Regions from separate parts of the Mus musculus genome. Here all the other regions are linked to region 4. The links are chromatin contacts, called in public ChIA-PET, Hi-C, HiChIP or PLAC-seq and promoter capture Hi-C maps. All regions are on one chromosome and are shown on one strand. The core of a region is the stretch at or near the end of the contact, and the rest is flanking DNA. Distances in the headings are between cores, read along the strand shown.

Region 1 (2,787 bases), core at 168-2,667, 560 kb after region 4:
TTAGAAGATATGGTGGGTTTATTTGAAGAAGTTCATGATCTCTTGATAGTATCCATACAGAACCATATATCCATATAAAACATAATAATTTTTTGCTTATGGTATCATGGGAGAACTACGCAATATCAGTGTTTTTAGAGTTTACCCACATGATTTTGTATGTAAAGTGAATCATAAAGCATTAGAATTTGTAACTGCTTTTTAAAAATGAATTTGGATTGATAAAGGTTATTTTTATAAAAGACTTTAAATTTTATTGCTGTAGTCTTTTTAAATAGCCCAAATTTACTTATCCACATTCTGAGATTGAAAACTCCAAGCTCTGGCAGATTTGGAAAATGGTGAGGGCTCTTTCTGGTTGAGACACAGCTGTGTTCTTACCATGCTTTCACATGTAGCAGCAGGAGCAAAGAAGAGATCAGGACTCTTATAAGGTCACCAGTTCCATTGAAGAAAGTTCTGCCTTCATGAATTAGTCACCTTCCAAACTCCCCCTTCTGACACTGACAAGATTTCAGCACGTGGATTTTAGGAAGATAGACATTCAGACCATTAATATTTTCATAAAGCAGACAAACTGATGTAAAACTTGGGCTCGTTAGCTAGCATTGCAATGTGGTCATTAATTCTTTGGAAAAGTGTTGATTAAACACTTGCTGACTTTTTCCACGGAAGGCACGGGGACAGTTTTGTTTCAAGTTATATGCTATGGGTAGCGTGAGAGATCTCTTACATAGAAGCCCAGGTGACTCCTGACACTCAAGGCAGTACGCCTAAGGGCCTCTTTTGGGGAAAAGAGTCCATAGTTTTTGTTTGTTCTGTTTTTTGTGGTTTTGAAGTTGAGAATGATGCAAGCTTTGTTTACTTTTGAAAGATAATGCATCAGATCTGCACTTCTTCTAACATTCTGAAGGAAATAAACAATATTAAACATTTCTCATTGAAAATAAATAATACCCTGTTTGATTTGCTCTGATAACCAGTGTCAAAGCTGGAAAGGAGAAGTGTATAAGGCCCATGGCATTAACGGCTGAAATAGAGTATTTGATTCTGAGAAAATAAAACCCATGGCAGGGAAACTGCCTACAGTCAGGAGCTCAGTAGGGATTGGCATATGAAGGTTTACATATAAACATTACACGTGTGATTTGACAAACTGAAACATTTTTTAGGTTCTTATTTATGAGAACAGCAACAAAAGACAGACAACTAAAATCCACATTCGAAACTCTGCTGTATTGTTAGGAATCCATGCGAGACCATAATAGTACCAGGAAAGCATGGCGGATTATAATCGTTACACTGTTCCTAGCTTTTTATTGCTTCTCCGAAGATTTACTGACCTTGTGAGGGAAAGAACTGCAGCTATAAAAGCTTCTGTGGGTGAGGCTCACTTCCTGTTTGCCTTAGAACCTCACTAACGGATGGTGGGTGCCGCAGGAGCTCCTCACTCGCTGTTTGCGAGAAGAGACTGCTCTCTCCTTTACTGGATTGCGGTGATAGTGCAGGATAAATGCTAGGACTACAGAATAAGCCCTTCTTAATGATGAAACACTCTTTTCCTGTTTGTCACAGTGATCCCAACTGGTGGAAAGGTGAAACCCATCAAGGCGTGGGGCTTTTTCCTTCTAATTTTGTAACTGCAGATCTTACTGCTGAACCAGAAATGAGTAAGTACTTTTCAGTCTGTTGGTAGATGGTAGATTATCCATAATCTTGATGAAAGTTGAGTAAGCTCAACTTTATAGGGAAATGACTTAAGTGTTTTGCCTCTAGGTTTTTTTAACAATGAAATTCCAAGGTGCACATTATGGTGCGTGCTTGTAATCCCAACACTCCTGCAGTTCCAGGATATGAAGGAGTGGTGCTACACAGCCAAGTGATGGCTACTCAGAGCTACGCAATCACACTTTGTTTCTAAAAGTCAAATAAAGATCCTTACTAGAAATAATCTACGTCTGCCAGAATTTGTTCTCTCTCCTTCTGAATAGGTGCCATAAAAGGCACAAATACACGAAGCAGTCTTGTACTGTGAATTCTTTTCTCATCCCCGAGAAAGCGTGGCAAATGCAGTGCAGCATTACAGACTCTGTTTCCTGAGTGTTTCTGCTGTCCAGTCTTAGACTTTTCAGTACAGCCCGTAAACCACTTTATGGCCACACTCTGTCAGATTTGCAGAAACTAGGTAAAATCTTATATAATCAGTCACATAAAGACTTTTGTGTTTGATTTCAAACCTTGCTAAATTGAAAACAAAACAAATGTGATCGTAGAGAAGTAGTACTGGCAGCTGTAATGTAAGTAGGAGATAACATTGCCAGGGCCCTTTAATAGTGCTGTGTCCTGTCTCTAGAGTCTGTACATAGTTGTGCTGTGATAAATCTTCATATTAAGAATCATTTGACAAACGGGAAGTGTGGAAAGACTTCGGTTAGTGACTGAAAGGTTCAGGATCTTAAAAGAACTTTTATATATAAATTCCTAATCTGTGCTCATCTGCCAGGATCTCTCACTTTTTCTTTCTGTAAAATAGGTAGAAAGATTCAAAATTAGTTAAATGCCACAAGGTCTGTTATTCCTCTTTAGTTGACAAAAAATTTAAGGAAGAATCTTTGTTGTAGCTGTTTTGCACCTGGTACTGAATCTTAACCACAATATATACTGTATACATCTTCTTAGAATATATGGCGTGGACATGCATGTTAACAGTGAAGAAGAGCCTTTACTAGCAAGTCTGAAATTGTGGACCTTTAAAATGGTCCTTTCTCATTGCTACCAAGTTGTCCT
Region 2 (2,733 bases), core at 101-2,600, 650 kb before region 4:
CCTAACTTCCACATTTATTCTCCCCCTCTCTTAGTTTGAGACCCTATGTTTATTCTAGGATTTACCTAGCTAAATTTTTCTCAATATCTGCCCCTTACTAACCCCCTTATCAAGGGCTTCTCCTACTGTAGCATTGCTTAAAAAGAGAAGTAATCGAGGAAAGAAAGAGAAGGGAACTGTGTAACTTTCCTTCTTTCTTTCCTTCTGACTTAAATAAAAGTATTTTCTGCCTTCCAATCAAAGCTCCCTAAGAAGATATGGTACCATGGTTGATATAAACTAAACTGCAGTTTAGTCCTGGCCTAGAACTTGAAGAGCCTTCTCTAAGTCTGTTTCCTTGTCTGTAATCAGAGAAAAACTGCCTGCAGACTGGCTTCGCAGATAAAGGTGATTTGCCCATCTGAATTCCATCCCAGAACCCATATAGTGAAAGAAATTCCGAGGAAAACCGTTTTCACCTACACACAATACAATGTAACAACCTTTAAACAAGTAAAACTCTATTTTTAAACGTTAAGCAGAAACAGGTTGGTTTCCAAGTGTAACAGAACTGCCTTCATAAGCCATTGATTCTTAGCTCTAAACCTGTCTTCCTTAGAAATGACTGCTCTAAGTTCTTCCTCTTCCTCGGATTTCAGATTAAAATGAAATGGGAGTTCAATGCAGACAGGTAAGACTTTGTATGGTGACAGCGGCTCCTAAGACCATGATTTGCAGACTAGTGCATATTGACTGAGCTTGGTTCAGTGATGCCAAGTAGTAGGGCTGCTTCATGTGGTCTAGTACAGCACTCAAGTTTTAAATGCAGCAAGCAGGTCCAGGAAAACGAAAAAAAAAAACCAAAACAAAACAATCAACAAAAGAGAGAAAGCCAGAATTCCCTGTGTTAATCATAGGGATACAAAACGCAGCATGACATCAAATTGGCAGTGCTTGTCTTGGAGGACACAGGAAAAAAAAATTACTCAAGGAGTCTGTAATTGAGACCTGGGCAAAATCCAGTAGCTTACTTTCTCCTTGGGGATTTCACATCAGCTGAGCCAAAGAGAAATGGGATAATTAGGATGTAGACTGGGTGGGCTCTTAACTCAGCCTCTGAGAGCAGTTTAGCTGCAAACTTCAGGCTTGCTCCTGAGTAGGGCCTCCAGCTGGTGGGAGTTCAGCCTGGACTTAAAATCCTCCCTGTCAGAGCAGAAACCTAATGGGCGGGGTTTCAGAGCTGGCGCGGGCTCACAGGGAGTGGTTTTAAATCTGAGTGGGAGTGACTTAGGGTCAGTGGGCGGGGAAAAGGCTAGTGGACATGCAAAGTGGGAGGATCGGAGGGAGGGGACGGCGGCAGGGTGAGGCGATGATGCGGTGGGGGTGGGGGTGGAAGAGAGAGACAACTTCCCAAAGGGAGGGGAAGCCGACCTAGCTCAAGTCAAGTTCCCAGGGGGAGAAGGCGGCGCACAGCGCGGAATGAAGGAAGCCCCGGAGCTGGTTAAGTAGCTGTGGACCTGGTAGGAAAGGTGAGGACTTAGGCCTGGAACTCAGGGCTTGTCCTGCAAGCAGCCACGTGGAGCGGCACCCTGGGAAAGGGGAAGCGGCCCTGCCACCTTTCTCTGGAGGTCCCGGAGTTGCAAAGACCATGGGGCCTGGCTTCAGGAGCCTTGGAGAACTGACTTGGGCTCAGAGGGCGCTGACCTTCCCCCAACCTCAGGTCTCCCAAAGTCTGATTTGAAAGCTCGAGGCCCTGAGCAGGTCCCGTGCTGTACTTGCTCGGTTCTGTCTGACTGCTGAACTCTAGGGACCTGTTGCAGTAGCTTTGCTCTCCCTACATGGGCTGAAATGGAAGGTGGAGGCATCTGTTCCCTGCTCCGGTTTCTTTAACAAACTTCAACAGCAGAATCCACTTTCTCCTGGATTGTTTACCTTCTTGTAGCTGTATTGCAACACTTAAATGTGACTCCTTAGATATCTGAGCAAAGTTTATACGCCCTGATTCTGAGTGGTGGCTGTAAAGATGCCTTAGATATAGTGATACCTGCCAGGGCAGACATCTTCAAATCTCCTCCGACATGGAGTGACTAACAAGCGTTTACTTTTTGTACTCAAGGATACTGCTTTCGTTGCGACAAAGAAAGAATGAGTGGTCCCGGGGACTAGACAACCACTTGGACCATTCCATTTTAGTTTACATAGACAGAAGGGATGGATGGATGTCCAACAGTATCCTTGAGGCCTGGTGCCATTCTATAAATAATGAATTCACGCCAAAAAAAAAAAAAAAAGAAAGAAAAGAAAAAGGAAAGGGAAGAAGAGAGGAGACAAGGAGGGAGAGGGGGAAAGAGAGAGAGAAAGAGAGAGAATCGCAGTGCGCACCGAAAAGAAAAAGATCAGACTATTTCTGACTATCAATCAGTCAGATGACAATTTTCAAAAGGATAATTTGAACACCAGATTCTGCTAGTGTGTCTTTATGAAATTATGATTTTATTTATGGAGGCTGGATGTTACTTTAAAATTATCAAAGTAACTGAAACATAGTATATGTAGTTTTGGAGTCAAAGAGGAAACAGATTTTATTTCTGTTCCTGGTTCCTGAATCCTAGGGATGTCCAAGTACTTATTTTTTGAAATTTACCTAAACTCTAAAGTCTAATTAATTACACAGCCTTGCCAGATAGCTTCATGGTATGGATGAGCAAAATCCTATACAGAATGTTCAAGCAATACAGCTGGAAGGTGTTAGGA
Region 3 (2,768 bases), core at 247-2,746, 660 kb after region 4:
ATAATAAAACCATGGATATACAGATGCCTGCAATTCAGTTAACTCTTTTTTTTCCTCTTCAAATAAGTCAAAGCAAACCCCAATTAGGCAAAACAATTTGAATGGCTTGCATTTAAAAGACCAATTAAAACATTTTTTGGTCAGCAAGCATGATGGGACACACTTATAATCCCAGCTCTCAGAAAGTCAAAACAGAGGAACCAAGAATTCAAGGCCAGCCTGCGCTACAAACGCAAGACTGTTTCGGTGTTCCTGTGATAAGTCAGTTACGCAGTGATTGAAAAGGAAACGTTTGCAGCCTCTCACCAGTTGTGGGAGAATTTTCTTTGTCAGTTAAGCCTTGATAGAATGAAAAAGAACGGTGGGTCCCTTCTCAGAATCTTCCTAATTTAGGCTTTTTAAAAAGAAAATTCTTGAGAGAAACCACAGCTTATTGGGAAATGAGTGTGTACCTGCCTCAGCGTGGATGGGTCTGAACAGCTTTTCACTTGAAGGTAAACCATCTGTTTACAACTTCTAAGTCGCCAGTGTTTCCAGAGCTTCTTTTTGAAACGATGACATTTCCCACGCTCCAGTTTCAGGTCTTCCCTGACTAACCACAAATATCCATTTCTAAATATTCTTAATTCTTGTTGAACGTCTGGAAAAAAAAAATCAGTGTTTAGGTGGGTTGTGTGGTGCTTTGTGAACGACCCTGCAAAATCATGAAGACGAAACCCCACTGTCATCGAATCAACAAGCAACTTTTGGACTCAAGCCAGGCTTTCTTTTGCAAGAGAGAGAGAGAGGTCTTCCCTTTTTCAAACTCTGAGGACTGTAATGGTTGAGGCCTGGCAGCGAACCGACAACAAAGCTATTGCCACTATTTCCTCTGGCTTTCTAAGGAAAGCTGCTAGAACTTTCTATCCCTGGGCTTCATTGAGGTTGTCTTAAAATTAACTTCTGTCATTTTCCTTCTAGAGACAGGGGCAAAACTCTACGTGAACCATACCTTTGATCCTTTCCAAGGAGTGTGTGTGTGTGTGTGTGTGTGTGTGTGTGTGTGTGTGTGTGTGTGTGTTGGTGCTCGGGCTCTAAGCCTGAGCAGGAAGAGCTTCTGATGCTTTCCAGCGAGTGTCCTCCCTTTCTGACTGTAGAATTGTGGGTGAGAGCCTCCACAGCTGCCTCCTGGAGACTTTTTCCCACCCAGATAATGGCCTCCGTTTGGTTACTGCCCAGCACCTGTGGAGAGCTCAGCAGGGCTGCCTCTCCCTGCTGCTCATGGCCTGGGTCCTCACTTCTCCCCACTTCCTGCGTTTTCTCCTCTCCTACACATGTTCCTCTCTCCCCTTCCTCCTGTGCCTTAGCTTACGAAGCAAAGTTGTAACTTTGAATTCCTGTTTTTCTAACCGCCCCCATGTGACAGGATATCTCTCAATTGGAGGGTTTTCCTAAATTCAGGAGTCCTTTAAAAGGGACAGCTTCCTCTGTCCTCCTTTTCAGTCAGGCAGCTCCCAGACCTTGGACTGAGCAAAGGGGCAACCTGGGGACCTGGTTGTATTCTTTGCCTTTCCCAGTCTCCCTCTTCTCCCTCATTGGAAGATCCACTCTGGGCCATGAGGCTTCTCCTGCTTCTGGCTTTTATCTCTGTCATCCCTGTCTCTGTTCAGCTATTGGGTAAGTCTGTTTTGAGGTGGGGGCTTTGCATACCATTTTGTTTGAAGTTTATGCTAAAAGTCCTGTGTACATCTGGAAGAGGAATTGAGCGATCTGTGTTTTTACCTGACCTTCATCAAGCTTGCACTTGGCTTTGACCTGAACACACCAGGGTGGGAGTTGAGCTAGAGTCAGGCGATGCTGTTGCTCTCTGTTGTTAGATGTTGTCCAAGATGAAGCCCCCCAGCACCTCCGTCCTCCTGAGGACATCATGTCTGGGTATTTCTACCTGGTTTGTGCAATGCCTTCTTGTTTTGTTGCTTGCCCTAGTTCTAGTTTCCAGTTTATGCCGTTGCTATCCTACTCCCAATAGATAGCGCTGAGTATCTCGGGTGGGGAAAGAGGAACTTGCAGCCCCTCGTCCTAGATGCAAATTGATAAGGAGAGGACGCGGGGATTCTCACACTCGACTTTTCCCGTGAGCCGTTTCATTCATAATTTCTATTGCTAGAAAGTCCGCCCTTTTCTGCTTCCAGAATTGTTCATATTGTCTCACAGGTGGATGTGTTCGATGCTGAAGTCTGAAAGTGGTTGATATGTCCGTAGGAACAGATCAGGGCTCTTTAGATGCGCAAGGGCATTGCTGAGTCAGCGTTTCTCTGGATTCTTAAGCACCAGTATGGAAGGGACTGGGAGAGTTTGCACTCCCAGGTCTATTTCGAGACTATTTTGGCTTTTCAACACCCTTCACTTCCATCAGACAACTAAAGCCTGCTGGACACAGTTCGTACCCTTGGTCTTAGCCGAAGTCCTGTGGTGACGCTGATGCCAGGAAATTCTCTAGGGAACTGTATGATAAAGATTTTCTCAGTTTTCTTAGGAATGTTTCCCTCCTTGAGACAGCAGGATGCCTCCCTAATGCCGTTCTCTTCGTGACTACAAATACTGGGACAGAGTGTGAGGTCTTGTGGGTCACTTGGTGGACCCAGTTACAGGGACACAAAATGTGAGGTCTTTCAGCTCTCTCTAGAGAGTAAAAGGCGAATATAAATGGGCACAGGAGAGTCCCTTCCAGATCCAGATGTCTTTGTGTTACTTGAGAACCTGTGATTTCTCAGCTCCTCACTGGGGGT
Region 4 (2,700 bases), core at 104-2,603:
GGACAGTTGTCGCCATTTCAAGTTAGATTTCATGATTTTTCTTTGTGGAAAATAGGATCTGTGGCGTTGCCCAGACAAGTCACTAGAATCTTCTCCCCTGCATCGCTGCTCTAAAATCTACAGAAATCTGTTTCTTCAGTTTATCACTTGAGCTACATAACTGCCTTTCTTCCGAACTCATTCACCGAATTGGATTTTTTAGCAAAACCCAATGGTTTCTTGTCCGACTTGCTTATCTTCTAATGCAGTCCACTTTCAGAAAGGCCGAGATCACTGGGCTTGCTTTTGAAATTACCAAAGTAGTTTCCTCTTTCACCCAGAACTTAGGGTGTGGTTTCATGCAGGAAAGAGAGAGAGAGAAAGAAAGAGAGAAAGGGGGAGGGAGGGAAGGAGGGAGGGAGGGAGCTTTTGTCGTCAGGGGTGGGGATGGGGGTAGGGGTGTGTGGATGTGTTTTGTGGCTCTCCCGGGTCTGCAAGAGTTTCTTTCTAAGGAGAACTCTCCACACTTCCCCAACAATCACAAGAACGGTTATTCTCAAAGTTGGTTTAAAACTTCGGACAATGAATGAGCTTAGCGCTCTTGGAGTCTGGAGTCAATCTCAACTAACGGTTTTCCTGAACCGCTAGACGATCTCACCCTCAGGGCTCCATGAGTCATATCCACTGACTCAGCGACCCCACCCCGTCCCCTGGGCTTTACTCCAGAGGCAGTGGCTCCTAATCCTCTCTAGTTGAACTGAGTCCGTTAGATCAGGGGATATGACCACGTCAAACAAGCCCTCTGCAAAGGTCTTGAGCCAGATATCTTGGGCTGTGTGCTTCTCCACCCCCAATCTCGGGCCCTCTTTGTTTCTCTCTCCCCGGCTTCCGATCTGCAGGACTGCTTTTGCAGGCTCTTCCTGCTCCTCCGCTCTCGGATCTCCCCACCCACCCAGTCCCAGAAGACCGCAGATCTGCGACTGCGACCACGCCCCTCCTACCAGCGCGCCTAGTCCCACGCCCCTTTGGCCCAGTGCCAGGGATCGCTTTACTCAACTTTCCAGAGCCCCCCTTCCTTCCCCCATGAATCCTTCCCGCGATCCCTTCTTTCTCAGCACCCAAGGGTGAGTAGAGAGTTCGGGTGATCACCAGGAAAGCCCCTGAAAGGCCTAGCACTTCCAATTAGTAACAGGACTGTGCTTGATACCCTACAGCCCTGGAGGAAGGCTCGAGGGGAGCTCCCTCCCCCACCCCCCTTCCTCACTTCTTTCCGGGTCCCCATTGGCTGGCTCGCTCGGCGGCTAGGATGGCAGTGGGAGGGGACCCTCTTTCCTAACAGTGTTATAAAAGCAGCGCCCTTGGCGTTGTCCAGTCCTCTGCCACTCTTGCTCCGGGACCCCAGAGACCCCAGCGCTCCTACGATTCACAGCCACCGCGCCCTCATTCCCTTGTTGCAGTTTTTCCAGCCGCAGCAAGCCAGCCCACCTTCGAAGCCATGTCTACCAGGTCTGTGTCCTCGTCCTCCTACCGCAGGATGTTCGGTGGCTCCGGCACATCGAGCCGGCCCAGCTCCAACCGGAGCTATGTGACCACGTCCACACGCACCTACAGTCTGGGCAGCGCACTGCGCCCCAGCACTAGCCGCAGCCTCTATTCCTCATCCCCCGGTGGCGCCTATGTGACCCGGTCCTCGGCAGTGCGCCTGCGGAGCAGCGTGCCGGGCGTGCGGCTGCTTCAAGACTCGGTGGACTTCTCGCTGGCCGACGCCATCAACACTGAGTTCAAGAACACCCGCACCAACGAGAAGGTAGAACTGCAGGAGCTGAATGACCGCTTTGCCAACTACATCGACAAGGTGCGCTTCCTCGAGCAGCAGAACAAAATCCTGCTGGCTGAGCTCGAGCAGCTCAAGGGCCAGGGCAAGTCGCGCCTGGGCGACCTGTACGAGGAGGAGATGCGGGAGCTGCGCCGGCAGGTGGATCAGCTCACCAACGACAAGGCCCGTGTCGAGGTGGAGCGGGACAACCTGGCCGAGGACATCATGCGGCTGCGAGAGAAGTAAGGCCTGACCTACGCGAGTGGTGGGGTGTGGGAGGGAGGGGAGTCCTGGGCCTTGCACTGGGGCTGCCACGCCCTTGGGGATGTGGCTGGGGTGGCGGTTGTCTGGAGGATAGCAGAGGAAGCGGGCCCCACCCTGAACCTAAACTTTGCAGTGAACATTTCTCTTTTCGCCTCACTCAAGCACTTCCATTGAACTTTTTAGAAAGTTTCTTAGGTCCTTCTTCTGGGCTTACAGTTACCAGACAGGAGGAAAGAATGGGTGTGAAGGGTTCCAGACAAAGAGATGGCAAAGGCATCTGGGATATTGGGACAGGGGATTGGCTGTAATTGTAAGGGAAGGGCAGTGATTGTCTTTTCCAGTGTGCCCCAACTCCAGCTAACACCTGCAGAGAGCTGCCACCTCGACAAGTTGCAGTAACTACTGTGGGTGGAGGTGTCACAGCAGCTCTGGACTCAAGGCTTGGCGGCATTTGTGGTTGGGTGTGGCCGCCCCGCCCCTGGCGGTTTTCCAGTTCCCCTTTGATTAATGTGCTGCTGCTTCAGATTGCAGGAGGAGATGCTCCAGAGAGAGGAAGCCGAAAGCACCCTGCAGTCATTCAGACAGGTTTGTAGACTTCTTTTTCACATGCAGCCAGCAGCCCAATGGAGCCAACCCGCGAG
Region 5 (2,700 bases), core at 106-2,605, 720 kb after region 4:
CTCTAATTATTTTTCTGTAGCCTGTGTAATAGATGAAAAGCTTCCAACAACTTACTGAAATATCATCCCTTAAGAACAGGCTGTAAATTTAGGAAATTGCGACTACCGACTGAGATATGGAAGTTTCTTGCTAACTTTTTCCTACATATAAATCCCATTGCTTGTGGCCCTGGATTCATTCTATTTAATGGGAATAAAGGAAATGTTATAAAAACCAATTCCCTACTCTAGTCTGCTTAAAAGTTTCCATGTAATAAAAGCTGTTTCTTTCTCACCCATGTCCATAAAATGTGCTTCCATAGCTAAAAGTAAAAAGCAAATGAATGAAGAATCCAAACAGCCCCTCTTTTTCCTTTCCCAATTTGAATTTGCACTGGTGTGGTATACGTGGTTAATATCTGCAGCCTAATGTGGTGTTCGTGGTATATCTGCAGCCTAATGTGGTATACGTGGTATATCTGCAGCCTAATGTGGTATACGTGGTATATCTGCAGCCTAATGTGGTGTTTCTAGCACAGCATAGCAACCTGGTGTTGTGGTTCAGATCAAGTGTGATGTTTCCACCATAGGTTTCCTATGAAAATTGGGCTTACGGTGAACCAAATAATTACCAAAATGTTGAATATTGTGGTGAGCTGAAAGGTGACCCTGGCATGTCCTGGAATGATATCAACTGTGAACACCTCAACAACTGGATTTGTCAGATACAAAAAGGTACAAATCTGTCCCCTCTTTTTCTTACATTACAGAGCTAGCCTTCTGATACCCCAATTTGTTTCCTCCATTGGCACAAACAAACAAAAATACCAGCATCAGGGAACTGTGGGGCCCTTATTTCACAGGATAAGAATGGGGACGTTGGAAACAGATAAGTGTTCCAAAGGAACAGAAGATCAAAAGGCCACCAAGAATCCTGGATTAGAGTCACGTCCTTAAAAACATTCCCATCAGCAGCCGGGACTCTGGCCATCCACTGCAGCTGCAGGGGCTAATGGGAGACCTGCCCTTTAGTGCTGTAGAAAGGCAATGCAGTTTTGCTTTCTGGAACTTTCACCCTCTGACCTTCTATTTTATCCCTGAAACAGGTACAAGCTCCCTTCAACCTGATATTTTAATATCCATAACACAGAACCAGCAGTATAGGGAAGGCCGTGGTGTTGTGGGACTCACATGATATTATTTATGATATCTTGGAAATTAGAGCAAAGACAGGTTAGGCATTGTGGTCAGAGGAGCTGGGTTATGACACCGAGGAAACAAGCTGACCCTTGAATTAAAACATATTGACGCCATAGCAATAAGAGGATGGAACCACATTGCCCTCTGCTGTTGGGGAATCATGGCCGCTGCCCCCATTCTGCAGTTAAGAGACCCGGTACTGCCCTCTGCTGGCTGGATGCACATGTTTCCACATTCTGGATTAGTATCCTTTTGAATTTAAATTTAAAAACAGTCTCCTGCTGCCTGCCAGTGACTCACTGTGGCCTCTTTATGTTGTTAGTAGCTTTGTTTTACTCTGGCAGATAGAAAATATGTTACAGGTCGCCATCTTGGTTCCGGGACTCAGCAGAACTTAGGAAATTAGTCTGAACAGGTCAGAGGGTGCGCCAGAGAACCGGACAGCTTCTGGGACGGGCGGAAGCACAGAGCTGCTGAGGCAGCAGCCTGGGCGGGCCGCAGACAACCGGCCACCATCCGGACCAGAGGACAGGTGTCCACCTGGCTTGGGAGGCGGCCTCAGCCTCAGCAGCAGCGGTCGCCATCTGGGTTCCGGGACTCCGCGGGACCTAGGAAATTAGTCTGAACAGGTTAGAGGGTGCACCAGAGAACCGGATAGCTTCTGGGACGGGCGGAAGCACAGAGCTGCTGAGGCAGCAGCCTGGGCGGGCCGCAGACAACCGGCCACCATCCGGACCAGAGGACAGGTGTCCGCCTGGCTTGGGAGGCAGCCTCAGCCTCAGCAGCAGCGGTCGCCATCTTGGTTCCGGGACTCAGCAGAACTTAGGAAATTAGTCTGAACAGGTTAGAGGGTGCGCCAGAGAACCGGACAGCTTCTGGGACGGGCAGAAGCACAGAGCCGCTGAGGCAGCACTCTTGGCGGGCCACAGGCAGCCGGCCACCGTCCGGACCAGAGGACAGGTGTCCGCCTGGCTCGGGAGACGGCCTCAGCCTCAGGAGCAGCGGTCACCATCTTGGTTCCAGGACTCCCTGGAACTTAGGAATTTAGTCTGCACAGGTGAGAGTCTGCACCACAGAAGCTGACAGCTTCTGGGAACTGCCAAAGCAACACAGCTTCTGAGAGAGGCCCTGTTTTGGGCCTTCTTCTTCGACCAGGAGGAGGTCCAAAAACAAGATATCTGCGCACCTTCCCTGTAAGAGAGCTTGCCAGCAGAGAGTGCTCTGAGCACTGAAACTCAGAGGAGAGAATCTGTCTCCCAGGTCTGCTGAGAGACGGTAACAGAATCACCAGAAGAACAATCTCTAAACAGAGTCAACTATAACTACTAACTCCAGAGATTACCAGATGGCGAAAGGTAAACGTAGGAATCCTACTAACAGGAACCAAGACCACTCACCATCATCAGAACCCAGCACTCCCACTTCACCCAGTCCAGGGCACCCCAACACACCCGAAAACCTAGACCTAGATTTAAAAGCATATCTCATGATGATGGTAGAGGACATCAAGAAGGACTTTCA

What was found. Promoter capture Hi-C pulls out the DNA fragments that hold promoters and counts their contacts. Hi-C and Micro-C count contacts between places; a contact is called where the count stands out from the background. ChIA-PET counts read pairs in DNA pulled down with a chosen protein or histone mark. HiChIP or PLAC-seq counts read pairs in DNA pulled down with a chosen protein or histone mark.
Region 1: a contact with region 4 is called in an RNA polymerase II ChIA-PET map of memory CD8 T cells, with 14 read pairs. The contact joins the enhancer-like site here to the promoter of Vim in region 4. A contact is called at or near these places in 1 of 484 Hi-C or Micro-C datasets (LSK cells) and 4 of 115 datasets of contacts at active chromatin or transcription factors (astrocytes, embryonic limb bud, large pre-B cells and 1 more).
Region 2: a contact with region 4 is called in a Hi-C map of B cells, with 9 read pairs. The contact joins the promoter of Pter here to the promoter of Vim in region 4. A contact is called at or near these places in 4 of 484 Hi-C or Micro-C datasets (B cells, embryonic stem cells and uterus).
Region 3: a promoter capture Hi-C map of pre-B cells shows a contact between it and region 4, with 3 times the contacts expected there. The contact joins the promoter of Mrc1 here to the promoter of Vim in region 4. A contact is called at or near these places in 4 of 39 promoter capture datasets (hippocampal neurons, liver and pre-B cells) and 1 of 115 datasets of contacts at active chromatin or transcription factors (bone marrow-derived macrophages).
Region 5: a contact with region 4 is called in an H3K4me3 HiChIP or PLAC-seq map of pro-B cells, with 4 times the contacts expected there. The contact joins the enhancer-like site here to the promoter of Vim in region 4. A contact is called at or near these places in 3 of 39 promoter capture datasets (hippocampal neurons, liver and pre-B cells) and 7 of 115 datasets of contacts at active chromatin or transcription factors (the NIH/3T3 cell line, T-cell acute lymphoblastic leukemia, astrocytes and 3 more).

What each region holds. Positions count from the first base shown.
Region 1 is chr2:14,129,449-14,132,235 of GRCm38.p6, forward strand. Stam (signal transducing adaptor molecule (SH3 domain and ITAM motif) 1) reads left to right here. Exons shown (of 14, transcript NM_011484.3): 8 at 1,576-1,670. Among named protein-coding and RNA genes, the nearest start is that of Tmem236, 44 kb to the right of the region's middle. Within about 2 kb of position 1,418, at least 99 of the 459 cell types and tissues checked have an H3K27ac peak or open chromatin away from gene starts, as enhancers often do. A contact at or near this core is called in LSK cells and memory CD8 T cells, where this site is marked.
Region 2 is chr2:12,922,691-12,925,423 of GRCm38.p6, forward strand. Pter (phosphotriesterase related) reads left to right here and starts at 1,351. Exons shown (of 6, transcript NM_001305437.1): 1 at 1,351-1,508.
Region 3 is chr2:14,227,918-14,230,685 of GRCm38.p6, forward strand. Mrc1 (mannose receptor, C type 1) reads left to right here and starts at 1,497. Exons shown (of 30, transcript NM_008625.2): 1 at 1,497-1,656. The coding sequence starts at 1,596.
Region 4 is chr2:13,572,958-13,575,657 of GRCm38.p6, forward strand. Vim (vimentin) reads left to right here and starts at 1,354. Exons shown (of 9, transcript NM_011701.4): 1 at 1,354-2,037; 2 at 2,584-2,644. The coding sequence starts at 1,475.
Region 5 is chr2:14,294,231-14,296,930 of GRCm38.p6, forward strand. Mrc1 (mannose receptor, C type 1) reads left to right here. Exons shown (of 30, transcript NM_008625.2): 15 at 570-714. Among named protein-coding and RNA genes, the nearest start is that of Mir511, 35 kb to the left of the region's middle. Within about 2 kb of position 1,356, at least 15 of the 459 cell types and tissues checked have an H3K27ac peak or open chromatin away from gene starts, as enhancers often do. A contact at or near this core is called in embryonic stem cells and pro-B cells, where this site is marked.